Regions from separate parts of the Zea mays genome. Here region 1 is linked to region 2. Evidence: chromatin contacts called from public Hi-C data. All regions are on one chromosome and are shown on one strand. The core of a region is the stretch at or near the end of the contact, and the rest is flanking DNA. Distances in the headings are between cores, read along the strand shown. Region 1 holds the start of LOC100286104 (39S ribosomal protein L12). Region 2 holds the start of LOC100278798.

Region 1 (6,369 bases), core at 1,847-4,346, 180 kb after region 2:
GTCACTTAGACCGAGTGAGCTTCTCTTCCCAATCAATTGGGACACTTAGTCCCCGCAAGGACCACCACACACTTGGTGTCTCTTGCTTTGATTACAAAGAACTTAGAAGCAAGAATAGAGGAAGAAGAAAAGCGATCCATGCGCAAGAGCTCAAAAGAACACAAAAGTCTCTCTCTCTAGTCACTAATTTGTTTGGAGTGATTCTAGACTTGGGAGATGATTTGATCTCTTTGTTTGTGTCTTGGAATGAAGTTTAGAGCTCTTGTATGAGGTTTGATGGCTGAAAATTTGGATGCAATGAAGTGTGGTGGTTGGGGGTATTTAAAGGCCTGTTTGGTTCGTGGCTAACTATGCCACACTTTGCCTAAGGTTAGTCGTTCGAATTGAAGAACTAACCTTAGGCAGAAAAGTTAGGCAAAGTGTGGCAATTGAGGCTGCGATCCAAACATGCCCTTATAGCCCCAACCACCAATATAGCCGTTGGTGAGGGCTTCTGTCGTATGGCGCACCGGACAATCCGGTGCGCCACCGAACACTGTCTGGTGCGCCAGCCACGTCACCCAGCCGTTGGGTTCCGACCGTTGGAGCTCTGACATGTGGGGCCACCGGACAGGCGGACAGTCCGGTGGTGCACCGGACAGTCACTATTCATTGTCCGGTGCGCCTTCTGTGCCTGCTCTGACTTCTGCGCGCGCAGTCGTGCACTGTTGATCACTGTTCACTTTTTGCAGACGACCGTTGGCGCTGTTAGCCGTTACTCCGCTTGGCACACCGGACAGTCCGGTGCTACACCGGACAGTCCGGTGAATTATGGCGGAGTGGCTTCCCAAATTCCCGAAGGTGGCAAGTTTGGAGTGAATCTCCCTGGTGCACCGGACACTGTCCGGAGGCACACCGGACAGTCCGGTGCGCCAGACCAGGGCAGCCTTCGGTTGTCTTTTGCTCTTTTTATTTGAACCCTTTCTTGGACTTTTTATTGGTTTGTGTTGAACCTTTGGCACCTGTAGAACTTATAATCTAGAGCAAACTAGTAAGTCCAATTTTTTGTGTTGGACAATTCAACCACCAAAATCATTTAGGAAAAGGTGTAAGTCTATTTCCCTTTCACAGAGGGCACGCCGAGTGACCACTATCGACATGACCGCAACTCCCTAAATACAGCCCAGACGCGTCCCCACTACCTCGAGGGGCCGGACGATCCTGTTCATAAAGGACAACAGCACAAGAGCTTTTACAGTGACCCGAATACCGGGTAGTGCGCAACAGATACACCATACATGGTGTACGCCTACGCACACCAATGACTGACACAGGCCCATGACGACATGCAAGACCGCACGACGCACGATTGACCTGCGGGACCCCCGCACACTACCACAAGGGTGTCAGCGGGAGACCAGCTATAGGGACCCATACAACGAGCGGACAAGATAGTATGCTATGATGAGAGTACGGCTACGCACGACCCTACGAACCACGCCACCCAAGGGCCACCGACCGAGCTCCCTCCAGTAGAATACAAGTCATCGTTGTAAAGTCCGACCCTTGAACTATAAAAGGGAAAGACCACCTCAACAATACAATGATCGGCACTACACTGAATTAGGGCGCAAGCCTGAACAAGTATAACCCACCTTCTCAAATCCACCGTTTGAGTCTCGGTGGCTCACCATTCGAAGTAAGTCCGCGCTAGCTTTCCCTCCCAACACAAATTTTACTGCTCCCTAGTTCTCGAAACCAGGGCACATTTGCCAATCAGAAATCCAGAAGTAGAACTACACATACTGTAATACTCAACTGTGCATGCTTTTTATCTGAATCTTGAAAATAATTTATTCCTGTTTCCTGTTAGTGAAGGCTATTCCTCAAGAGACTAAGAGGAAACACATGATGGCATGGATAGTTTTAGACCGTTGACCCTTAAAATTTCAGTCAATAAACAGTGACGAGCAGAGCAGCATGAACCCTGCCAATAGAGAAGCCCATGGAAACAGTACGTAAATTCAAGAAAGCAGGATAATGTTATCCATATGGGCGACTTTGTCCAAAACAGCATACTCTTATGAACAGATACATATCTTTTTTTTCCACGCGTCTCCATGTACATGATGTCTAGATACACAGTAGAAGTTATGTATTTAGAAAAGCCCAAACAACTTACAATTTGGAAATGAAGTAACTCATTTTTACTTTGTAATTCAAAGGTCACAAAATCTTCATAGCAAATAACAATATAATAGTCCATTTCCATCCCAAAGCCCCACAACTAATGTCACATCCGACAACATAATGATGAGTGATTGATCATTGATACAATACTCTACAAGTTCATTTGATTAACGCGCTTGAAAACCTATTTGTGCAATGCCACATCAATTCTCCACAAGTTCATAGAGGAGAATTCTCCACAAGCCACTCATCCATCCTTGCACTTAAAAGTTGATCCGAAACGAAGCATAAATTTGCAGGACCTCACCACTGAAAAGGCTTGTTCTAATCAGTCAATAATGACCTTGGCGCCAACTGCCTTCATTCGCTCGACAATCGCCTGAGCCTCCTCCTTGGATAGGCCTCCCTTGATCACCGCAGGCGCCTTCTCCACCAGCTCCTTGGCCTCCTTCAGCCCCAGGTCAGTGAATGACCGGATCTCCTTGATCACCTTGATCTTGCTCGCAGCATCGTAGGCCTCCAGCCGCAGCTCGAAGACCGTCTTCTCAGCTGCCGCCGCCGCCTTCTCACCCGCCGCGCCGGCCGTGGCGCCACCGCCGCCCAGCCCCGTGGCGGAGTTGAGGATGGCGATGGGTGGCGCGGAGGGGATGTCGAGGCGGCGGAGGAGGAGAGAGGACAGAGAAGCAGTCTCCGCGAGGGTGAGAGAGGAGACCTCCTCGACGAGGCGCCACACGCGGTCGGACGGCGGCGGGCGGGACGGGGAGGACGGGTCGAAGGTGGAGGGGTCGTAGTCGGTGGGGAGCTTGCGGACGTCGATGAGCTCCTCGGCAGCAGCGGTGGAGAATGCGGCGGAAAGGCGAGGGCGGCGAAGGAAGAGGCCGTAGCCGGAGCGGAGCAAGGAGGAGGCCATGGCGACGAGGCTAGGGTTCTGGCTGCGGGATGCAGCATGGGAGAGGAAGATGCGTTTGGAAGTTTGGATCTGGGCTTAGGCCCGTGTATAAAATTTCGGCCTGATAAGAAGAGATGGGTTCAGTTAGCAGTGCTGAAGCTTCTTAGATCACGGACGCATTTTGATTTGGAAATAACATGGGTAGTTCCTCCAAAAGACGCACATGGCTAGTTAACAGTGACTCGATCAGTTGAAGCATTGAGAAGTGTGTACATCAATCGAAGTGCCAGAAAACTCGAGGGTACAAAACATTGTGCCAGAAAACATCAAAGTTCATATCCATCACTTGAAATGAAAAATTGCAACTGCTACGGATCATCCAAGGAAATGCAAAGTTCATGAGCTTTGCTTAGGTCTACACCGATATAGTCTCACTACAGACTATATCAATTACCAATACAAAAATTGAGTGTACAAAAAGCCAATTGGGAATGTTCATCGTCGACGATTCCGTGTTTCCTCCGGAGTGTAGCTCTTTCTATGTCCGTCAGAAGATGTGAACAATGTCATAAGCAAATCTATATACGTCGTCAAGGATGAACTCATGCAGAAACGGACCAACACTGAAAACAGATGAATATAGATAGGAAAGACGCATAAACATGTTTTGAGTTTAGAAAAAAATAAACTGCTTTGCTGGTTCACTGATTGTTTTCTATGATTGTCTAAAATGTTGAATTTTTATTTATATTCCACAATGACAAAATATATGGCAGCAGTAAACACAAATCTGAAATATTCGTTGGTAGGCGTTCAGTCCCTCGATAATAGCAGCATGTTACCCAATCTACAACCAGTGGAGTATGAACATGTTGGTTTACCATCCCAGCCGGTTGCAATCTTCAGCCTATCTAATCAAATAATCTATATAAGCACAAGAAGAACAGAAATAAAGTATGAATAGTACTGTTTTTAAATTGTCAACGAAAAAGGATACGTCCAAAACAGCACGAATGACTGCAAAAGGAAATTGCACTGTATTAGGACATCATTAAACAACACGACAAGCAACAAAATATGACATGGCAGTAAACAAGGGCTTACCATCAGGCCACCAAAAACTCCTTCAATTGAAATCCTGGTCCAACTATCGAAGTACGCCTGGACTGAAAACTTTGACTTCGCTAAGAGCCCAATAGATGCAACCATCATTATCAGAAAGTAGAAGACAAACCCCATCAAGCCTGTGAATCCCCAGATTCCAGCAACAACTCCACCAATGATTGACAAGAATGTTCGACTGTAACATGCAAATACCTCATGTTTAGGAATTAGGATAAACCACCATAGTTAAAATAACAAACCAGTCAAGTATATTCAACATGAGAGGTCCTAATAATACATTAGAAGGGAAAGTTGAGGGGTGTGTCATCACACACACACAAAAAAATCTTCATACTTTATGGCCAGGCACAACACTAAAAATATGAAACTCTTTGCACATAAACACGCCTAGCGGATCTAAGGGAATCCGGAGTGTTGGGAATAAAGAGATCCTAGTAAGTTAGGGTCGACCTCATACAAAACAAGCTTGACTCTAAGGAGGTTCAAAGCAGAGAAATCTTGAAGGCGGGCCTTAAGGCAAAGACATGGTCTCAAGGACTAAAATATTCATTTGCATGTGCTGCAATAGTCGTAGCGCATCTGACAGTATGACACTGGCACCTTCCCCTGTCATGGCTGCCGCTGCGTGTGGAGGCCCTCACTGTGGCTGTGGTCGTCAGTCAGAACAGGAGGTGTGGAGTGGAGGGGATGGAGCAAGAATCACTGGGGTGTGGGCAGCAGACAACGTCTGCGCTGAGGCGCGCGGCGTAGGTGCAGGGGGCAAAACAGGTGGCACTGAGCTGGGGTGGTGATGAAGGGGGCACAGGTGGTAAATGCGGGTGGGGGCGGAGGTGCAGCTGGAGGACGCAGAGGAGACATGCAGATGCGACTGTGGGTAAGGATGAAAACGGTTAGAAAATCCGGTAATTTTCCGGTACCGTTTACCGGATTTTTTCGCCCATTTTCGGATTTATTGGGATATATGAAAAACGGTACGAAACTGGGATAATGGGTTCCGAAAACGGTACAATAAACGGTGAGATGTCTTTACCGACCTTTTTCGGATTTTTGGGAAAATCCAGTAAGTTCCTGTATTCGGGAAAATCCGGTAATTTATCATATTCCCCATATTTGGTAAAATTCGATGAATTCTCATATTTGGGAAAATCGTCTTCTTATCCATAAGTAAATAATTAATGTTAGTATAATTATCTTATTACTTATCGATAGTAGTCATTTCTTAAACCAAACATCTCATAACATATTGTATTTAAACATCATGTAAATTTAAACAATTTGCATTGAAACACTTTTCAGTTGTAAACATCATGTAATTTAACTTATGTATCATGTGTTTGAGACTTATGTATTGTATGGTTAAAACTTTTGAGTGGACGTATATGATCATCTGTGTGTGGTCAAAACTATGTATTGTGTATTTGTGTGGTTGAGACTTGTATGTGGATGTGAATGAACAATCGTATGTTTAAGAGTTATATATTGTGTGGTTAAAACTTATCAGTGAACATGTATGCTCAATTGTGTGTGGATAAGACTATGTATTATGTATTTATGTGATTGATACTTGTTTGTGGAAGTAAATAAACAATTGTGGGCGGTTAGAACTCATTTATTGTGAGTTTTTCGATTTAAGTTACCATTTTCTGATCGATATATTTTGTCCAGATTTATTTGTTTTCAATATACCGGAAATTATCGGCCGTAATCCATTTCCAACTTCCTGTTTTTCGATTCTGACCAAACAAAAAATTATACGGGTGAAAACAGAGAGGGTTTTTCCGACCGTTTTCATCCCTTTGTGGGTGGCACCAGGTTGAAGACGGATGACAGAAAAACTGAAGTCTCAGATGCTCGGGAATTTGCATCTTGATTTTTTATTCAATGTTGTGGGGCCCACCTGAATTTTGCTCCAGACCTTATATGCAACGGAGGTGGCCTTTGAAATACATGGGATACACCTTACGGGCGAGGTCACCCATAAACATTTGTGATGCCCTAAGCCCCTAAGGGATAGTTCTCACCTCTACAGAATAAAAGATTCATATGAGATAACTGCTCAGGAGTCAGGGCTCATGGATAACAGTATGAACTTCACTGTTCGTCAAGCATCATGGAATCCAATCCCTAGTTCCTAGGCCTAGCGATGTAATAGCATGAAGAACAAAGCAGATCCAGTTAATTCAACA
Region 2 (6,462 bases), core at 3,699-6,198:
CACCGCGCCACACAAGGCGAGAGGAGAGGACACACGCGCTACGCGAAGAGGCGCTACCATCGCTGGCAATGGGATGAGCTGTCGCCACCGTCGCCAACCGCAGGACGAGCTGTCACCCTCGCCATCAATGAAGCTCATGTCGTCCCACGTCCAAGGATGGACATGGTCCACACCCTCGAGAGCCCCATGCAGTAGGAGAAATGATGCCTCACAACGCTACCCCAGCAGTTAGAGCGACGCCACAAGGGCACCACCACCAATGCCACTGACATAGACATCAGTGAAGGCTTACGACCAACTCAGCACCATGCCTGCCACATATTCTTGCCCAAACCAGTAGCCCGCTCCTCCTTGCCTCCGCATCGTCTCCACCAAAAGAAGCCCGACACAGCCCGAAGCCACCAGCATGCACCAGCCAGTCCTCAACCCCACCACCAAGATGGTGTCGAACTAGCATCACCGCCAACCTCACCTTAGAGCCCGTCGCCCGTGCGCTGGCTGTCATTCCGTGTTCTGTCATTCCCATCTCATTCTCATTCCCGGCTGTCATTCCGTGTTGTTCTGTCATTCCCATTACCCCCTCCCCGCATTGTCTTTCTCATTCCCCCTCCCCACAAATCCCATTCTCATTCCCACGTGCATCCCACGCCTAGCTAAAATTAAATTAAAAAAACACAAATGTGGCTCCAATGGGATTCGAACCTGCGACCTCTCAAGCAAATGTGCTTGTAGCTACCACTACACCACATGTGTGTTTATGTCAATATTTGTTACAGTAAAAATATATATTACATCTCTCCCAAAGCCCACCTGCTACCTTTGCACAATGTGTAGTAGTAGATAATTATCAACAAGATTCCTGAATTATATTTTTGGATGGAGGGAGTAGTATTTAAAAAAGAGTCTTGCATGTAATTTCTTTTGTTTGAATAATGTTTCAACTTAAATTCTTTTTTATATGTGTGACATTTATTCTCCGTAATATTTTTACGTGGCTCTAACTTGTGAGTCATTTTCATAAACCAACGCCAAAGATGAATCCATGTTTCTTACTTGGAAACCCCGAACAAACACCACTAGCAGGAGGCGCTCGCGTTGGTGTCGCTCATCGACGACGAAAAGAAGCTTGGCGACTGCCAGTTCGACCTCTGAAAGCAGTACTACGTGACCACATGTGTCGCTGTGTTCGGCAAGCTCCGGCACAGCCGCCGCTTGGACGCGGTCCAGAGCGGCTGCACCGCGCTGTCCATCTTCAAATAGGGGGATCTCATGGTCGTCGCCAACGCCGGCGACTCTCGGGTTATTCTGGGCACCGCATCCGACAACGGTGCCGTCACACCGTCTAGCTCATCATCCACCTGAAGCTCAACCTCTCACGTAAGTCACTACTGACCGGTCATGAATTCTTGTGCGCTGGGACGACGGTCGTTGCTGACGTTGTGTGAGTGTCCTCGAACAAGATTTATGTAGAGGAGTAGCACATCCGGTGGTGCAACGGCTAGGTGTACTACCTCGCTGATGAGCCCGGGGTGCACTTCGTTTGGCAGCCCAGCCAAGAGTCGTCGGTACTCGCCATGTCGTGCGCGTTCGACGACTACTATATCAAGGACTATGGCATCATCTTGGCACCAGAGGTGACGCAGAGGAGGACCGACAACAATGACCACTCACCATCGTCGGGTAGCTTTTGTGCCGGTCTGCCTTTAATTCTCTTCGCAAACACATATACTTGCTTTTTGTTTAAGCAAGCGTGTATGGTGGTGCGTACCTGATGACTGACAATGTACGAGGGAACTTCTACCGGCAGGTGTGACATGTGCTCTTCAATGATGAGACCATACAAATCGTGGCATATATCGAAGTCTGCATGATACTGATGGTTGCAATGAAGTAGTGAAACAGCTAAATTAAAATAACAAAATTTATGTATGGCTAAGATTACAAATGAATTATGAAATATTTTTTATAACAATAAAAGACACATTTTGTATATAAGTTATTATGTTATTATATGTTTCCGTTGCAACGCACGGGTACTCACCTAGTCCAACTAATAATTGTGTTAGATTGATCTAATCTAACTTATTTACAAGTCTATCGGTGTACCAGAGCCATGGTTTAGGGTCGGAACGGATTCTAGAAAAAAAAAACTCCTACGAGCCTCGGATTCATGTGCCTACCCTATGAAATTAAATATATTGGTGCGATTCATTCATGCGTGGATGGATGTATGGTTGTGCTGCGTACTCAGCCATGACAAATACTTAATTGAATTTTTTGTTTCTTTTTTCAAGAGAAAAAAAAAGTGAAGAAGAAGAAAAAAAAAAGAAACTATGCTTCCTCTTTACTGCACAGGTTCAGAGGAAAAATGATGGCCATCTTCTTATCTAGTGCTTTGCTTTTTCTGGAGCGACCAGGGCGGCGAATCTGGTAATGCTTGGCCGGAAGAAGAAAAAAAAACCCGGAGCCAGGACGTCTCCTAACACTGTTTCCCCGAGTTCTATGGGCCAAGCCATTCTCGGCAGAACCCGAGTTCTATAGGCCCAGTTATTTTGCTGCAGAAACCGAGTTCTATGGGCCGTCACGCTAAAGTAGACCGTCTCGCGGCAGCGTAGCGTAACCGTGTCGCGCATCCTGACTCTTCTTCGCTCGGGAACGGGGTGTTGGATGCTGCCGCCTGTGCCTGGTCTGGAACTCTGGATGGCCTTTGCTTGTCGCGGGCTAGTTTCTTCCTGGGAAGAATGCTTTTCTTTCGCCCTCCGAACAACGCTGCCGCCAAAAGTTTGGGAGGGCTTGCTTTCTCCATCAAAGCAATGGGCCGCCGCTCTCAACTCATGCTGCTCTTGACTTGACCCTGTTAAGAGGGGCATCATGGTATCTTTCTGCGCGGACAATGCTGATCAGGTTCGTGTCACACTCACACCTGGTATATCGTCTCGCCACCCGTAGCATTGAATGTCGTTCTCTCAGGATGCTTGTAAGCGATGCCATGTCGAGATCATTATTACAAGTTCTGTTTTCCTTTCTTTTTTTCTTTTTTGCGTCCTACGCAGTATATAGCATGAGCATTATACACTCCTCCCTAACATTTTGTCCCAATTTAGACTTGTTCGGTTATTTCTATCTCATATGAATTGTATGAGATTAAAAAAAATTATGAAAGATTTTGATTGAAATTCACTCAATCACATTCAATTCACATGAATTGAGAACAAAACAAACAAGCCCTTATATTTCCATGTGTTGTCCTGGACTTCTCTCTCCGGTTCAACATGCGAATATTCTGATGCTAATTAGACTGACTAAACACGAGCTAGTTATAGAATTACTTGCACAAATTGTGTCTCATTGGTAAGATGAATTTGTTAGCCTCATTAATCTATAATCAACATATGCTCACGGAAGCGTTGATTATCAACTAATTAGTCTTAATAGATTCCTCACACAAATCAATCTTAATTTATGCAATTAGATAATTAGCTTTGTAATTAACATATATTTAATATTCTTAATTGGTATCTACAGATCTGATATAAGAGCATCGACAAGAGCTCTCCAGAAGTGTTCTCTGAATCTAGTTTTTTTTGGAAAAACACAAAAACGTGTATCCAACAGTTCCCTAAAACGCTCCCAACTTTTTAATAGCCATTAAAACTCTCTCATTTATAGCTATAAATGAGAGGTTTTTTGGGCTCCCCAGAAACAATCTACCGCTTTAAGGGATCTATTGGAGAAAGTATTAAAATATACCCCACTAATTAATATAAGATGTCCCTTAAAACTGATTTTGAGGAGTCGTTTTCTGTGAGCACTTGGAGATGCTTAGTTAAAGTTTTTGGGACGAGGAACCAAACGCCTAAAAAGTGTATTTGGCATATAATTTGTCTATTATTTTTTATTTGTCGGTTTTTTGTTTAAAAATAAGCTAAGAGATGATAAATATTCGAAAACATAGGAGTGCATATTTTGTTTTATTTTATTTTTTTACAAAAATGGCTGTACGTTCTACTTACTTTCCATCACATATGTTTTGAGGTTCATCCAGTTTGAACCGAATGCTTAAAAAAAACCAAACGGAGAAGAAAAGCGCATCGCAAGTAGGCCACTATCTATCTGGACGACAGGTAACTCTCCTCGTCTATGGTCTCCAGCGTGGGCCTCCTGGACCGGGCACCGCTGGCCCAGTGCTTGGTGACGGCGATCTCCGCGGCGGCCGCGTCGTCCACCATCTCCTCCAGCCGCAGCCTGGGCGCGTCCTCCGGCGGTTGCGCGGCGACGACGGCGGCGCTGGCCACCTTGGCGGACCGGTGCGCCTCCCGGGCGGCGGCGGCGGCGAGGCGCGCCAGGTCGGGCGCCGCCAGCGGCGTGCCCAGGCGCTTCATGGGGAAGGTGGCGTAGACGGCGCCGAGCTGGAGCTCCTCGTCCGCGGGCAGCGCGGCGAGTCGCGCGCCGAGGCCGAGGCCCGCGCCGCGCGCGTGGACGTGGACGAGGAAGTGGCCCGGCGCGTCCATCATCAGCTCCGCCGCCGTCGCCGGCAGCGCCACCTGCCTGACGCCGCCGTCCGGGAGTATCACCCTCGCGCGCTTGCCGCCGGGCCTCGGCCCCGGCGCCTTGGCCAGCGTGCACGACAGGTAGTTGCCCATGGGCGATCAACGCGCGCACTCGGAGAGTCGGAGTCCGTCCTCCCGGGCTGTGAGAATTGAGATGAGATGAGATCAGTGAGCTCGTACACGTGTAGTGGCGGTGGCTAGCTGGGTATGACCCCCGCGTGAGGTGAGCTTGCCTGGGCGGGGAGGTCGCCGGTTTAATATAGCGCGGGCAAGCCGCGGGGCGGAGGAAGCGCTATGGAATGAAAACGCGTGTGGGCGAAGGCGACGGCGATGGCAAACTCCAAGTGAAGAGGGAAAGGAAAGGATGCGTGTGGTTTGGTGGCAGGGTGCGGACGGGCGGTGTCAGCGCAAGCCCCTTCCACATCCACTTGGGGTCGGGGTGCGATGATGATGCGGGGGGGGGGGGGGGGGGGGGGGGGGGGGGGGTTGTGTTTGGCGCGGTGGATGGGAAGGGATTGCGCGTGGGACGTGGTGGGGTCTCGCTGGTGTCCAGTCCAGGTCCGGCTGGGTTCTCACTTCTCAGCTACTCAGCTGGCTGCTGCAGTGACTGGGACGCGTGACGGAAAAGTGTCCCCGCTCGCTTCCCATTCGCGTACAAGGCGTCCCGGGTCTCCCCTCCCCTCCCCACCGCAACGCGTCCGATGCGGGCGGTTCGTCCTCGGCGGCGGCAGCCTTACCGTTGCCTGTCCCTTGCACAGTTGCCAGGTTGCCGAGTGGCGACCAACGTTTTGCTGCGCACCACCCCACTGCTTCTATCTGGGAGCTAGCTGCTTCGGGTTCGGAGCGGTCGAGTCAAAACCTTCTCCGAGTTAGTGCGTCAGGATTTTGACAGTGTTGTCCCGTTTTTAAGCTGTCCAGTCCTGTGACTTCGTCGCTAGTTTACGAGTCCTTGTGTCTTCTTTACCAGATTTTTTCTTGTTTTTGGACCGAGATATCACAGCTATAGTCGGGTTCTAAGAAAGAAACAGTCCGCGCGCCTCCGTGTCTTATTATTACACTGGAATGGCTTACCCTTCCGCAATTTAAACGTGCGCACCTACCTACTGTGGTTGCAGCTGGTTTACCTGTAACCCATGATTACTTTTTTTAAATATATATCCGTATCCATTTTGTAGGCTTCGAAATGGAGGCAGCAGGTGATACCAAGATGACAGGGCAGGGGGGCAAACATTCAGCAGTGACAGTGAGCCCGCCCCAAGACTCGAATTACGAAAACACAAAATATTTCTAGACTCGACACCTAACCGACCGACGTTTTGATTGCAAAACACTAACAGTAATTAAACGTACTACAAATAATCGGCCGACAAAACGACTCATACAGGACGCCAGGACCGGTTCCTCCATATAAAAAACCAAGTATTGCGCAAGTTCACATCCAATCGCCTGGGCTCTGCAGTCTGAACCGCACTGACAGAGACACAGACACCCCCGTCTGGAAAGTTAATGACCGCGCAGAGACAGTAGCTAGTAGTTATTAAGCATATCGACGAAAAGGATAGGTGCGAGTTGACCACGGAGCCCGCGCGACGCGAATAAGGGGGTGTTTGGTTTGCCCCTGCTAAAATTTAGCTCCTATCACATCGAATGTTTGAACCTCTGTTTGGGGTATTAAATGTAGTCGGATTATAAAACTAATTTCTCAGCCGAAGATTAAAAAGTGAGACGAATCTAGTACAGTTAGTTAGGTCTATATTTCTATATTTCATACTCCTATTTGAAAGTCAAACGCTTGATGTGACCCGGACTATAGTCCACAGAACTAAACACCCCTAATTCAACTCAGGTTGATAAGCAGCTGACGTTCAGTCCACATGCTGTCATGCTCTAACATTTGTTCGCTGTAAAGAAT

The links. Hi-C and Micro-C count contacts between places; a contact is called where the count stands out from the background.
Region 1: a Hi-C map of ear shows a contact between it and region 2, with 2.3 times the contacts expected there. The contact joins the promoter of LOC100286104 here to the promoter of LOC100278798 in region 2. A contact is called at or near these places in 2 of 25 Hi-C or Micro-C datasets (ear and leaf).

The regions. Positions count from the first base shown.
Region 1 is chr8:67,398,146-67,404,514 of Zm-B73-REFERENCE-NAM-5.0, forward strand. It overlaps LOC100286104 (39S ribosomal protein L12), which reads right to left and starts at 3,097. Exons shown (of 1, transcript NM_001158992.2): 1 at 2,167-3,097. The coding sequence starts at 3,079. The coding sequence ends at 2,498. LOC100383916 (Rab5-interacting family protein) reads right to left here. Exons shown (of 4, transcript NM_001355672.1): 2 at 4,163-4,358; 3 at 4,056-4,075; 4 at 3,288-3,636. The coding sequence ends at 3,606.
Region 2 is chr8:67,215,769-67,222,230 of Zm-B73-REFERENCE-NAM-5.0, forward strand. It overlaps LOC100278798, which reads right to left and starts at 4,949. Exons shown (of 1, transcript NM_001151957.2): 1 at 3,959-4,949. The coding sequence starts at 4,643. The coding sequence ends at 4,110.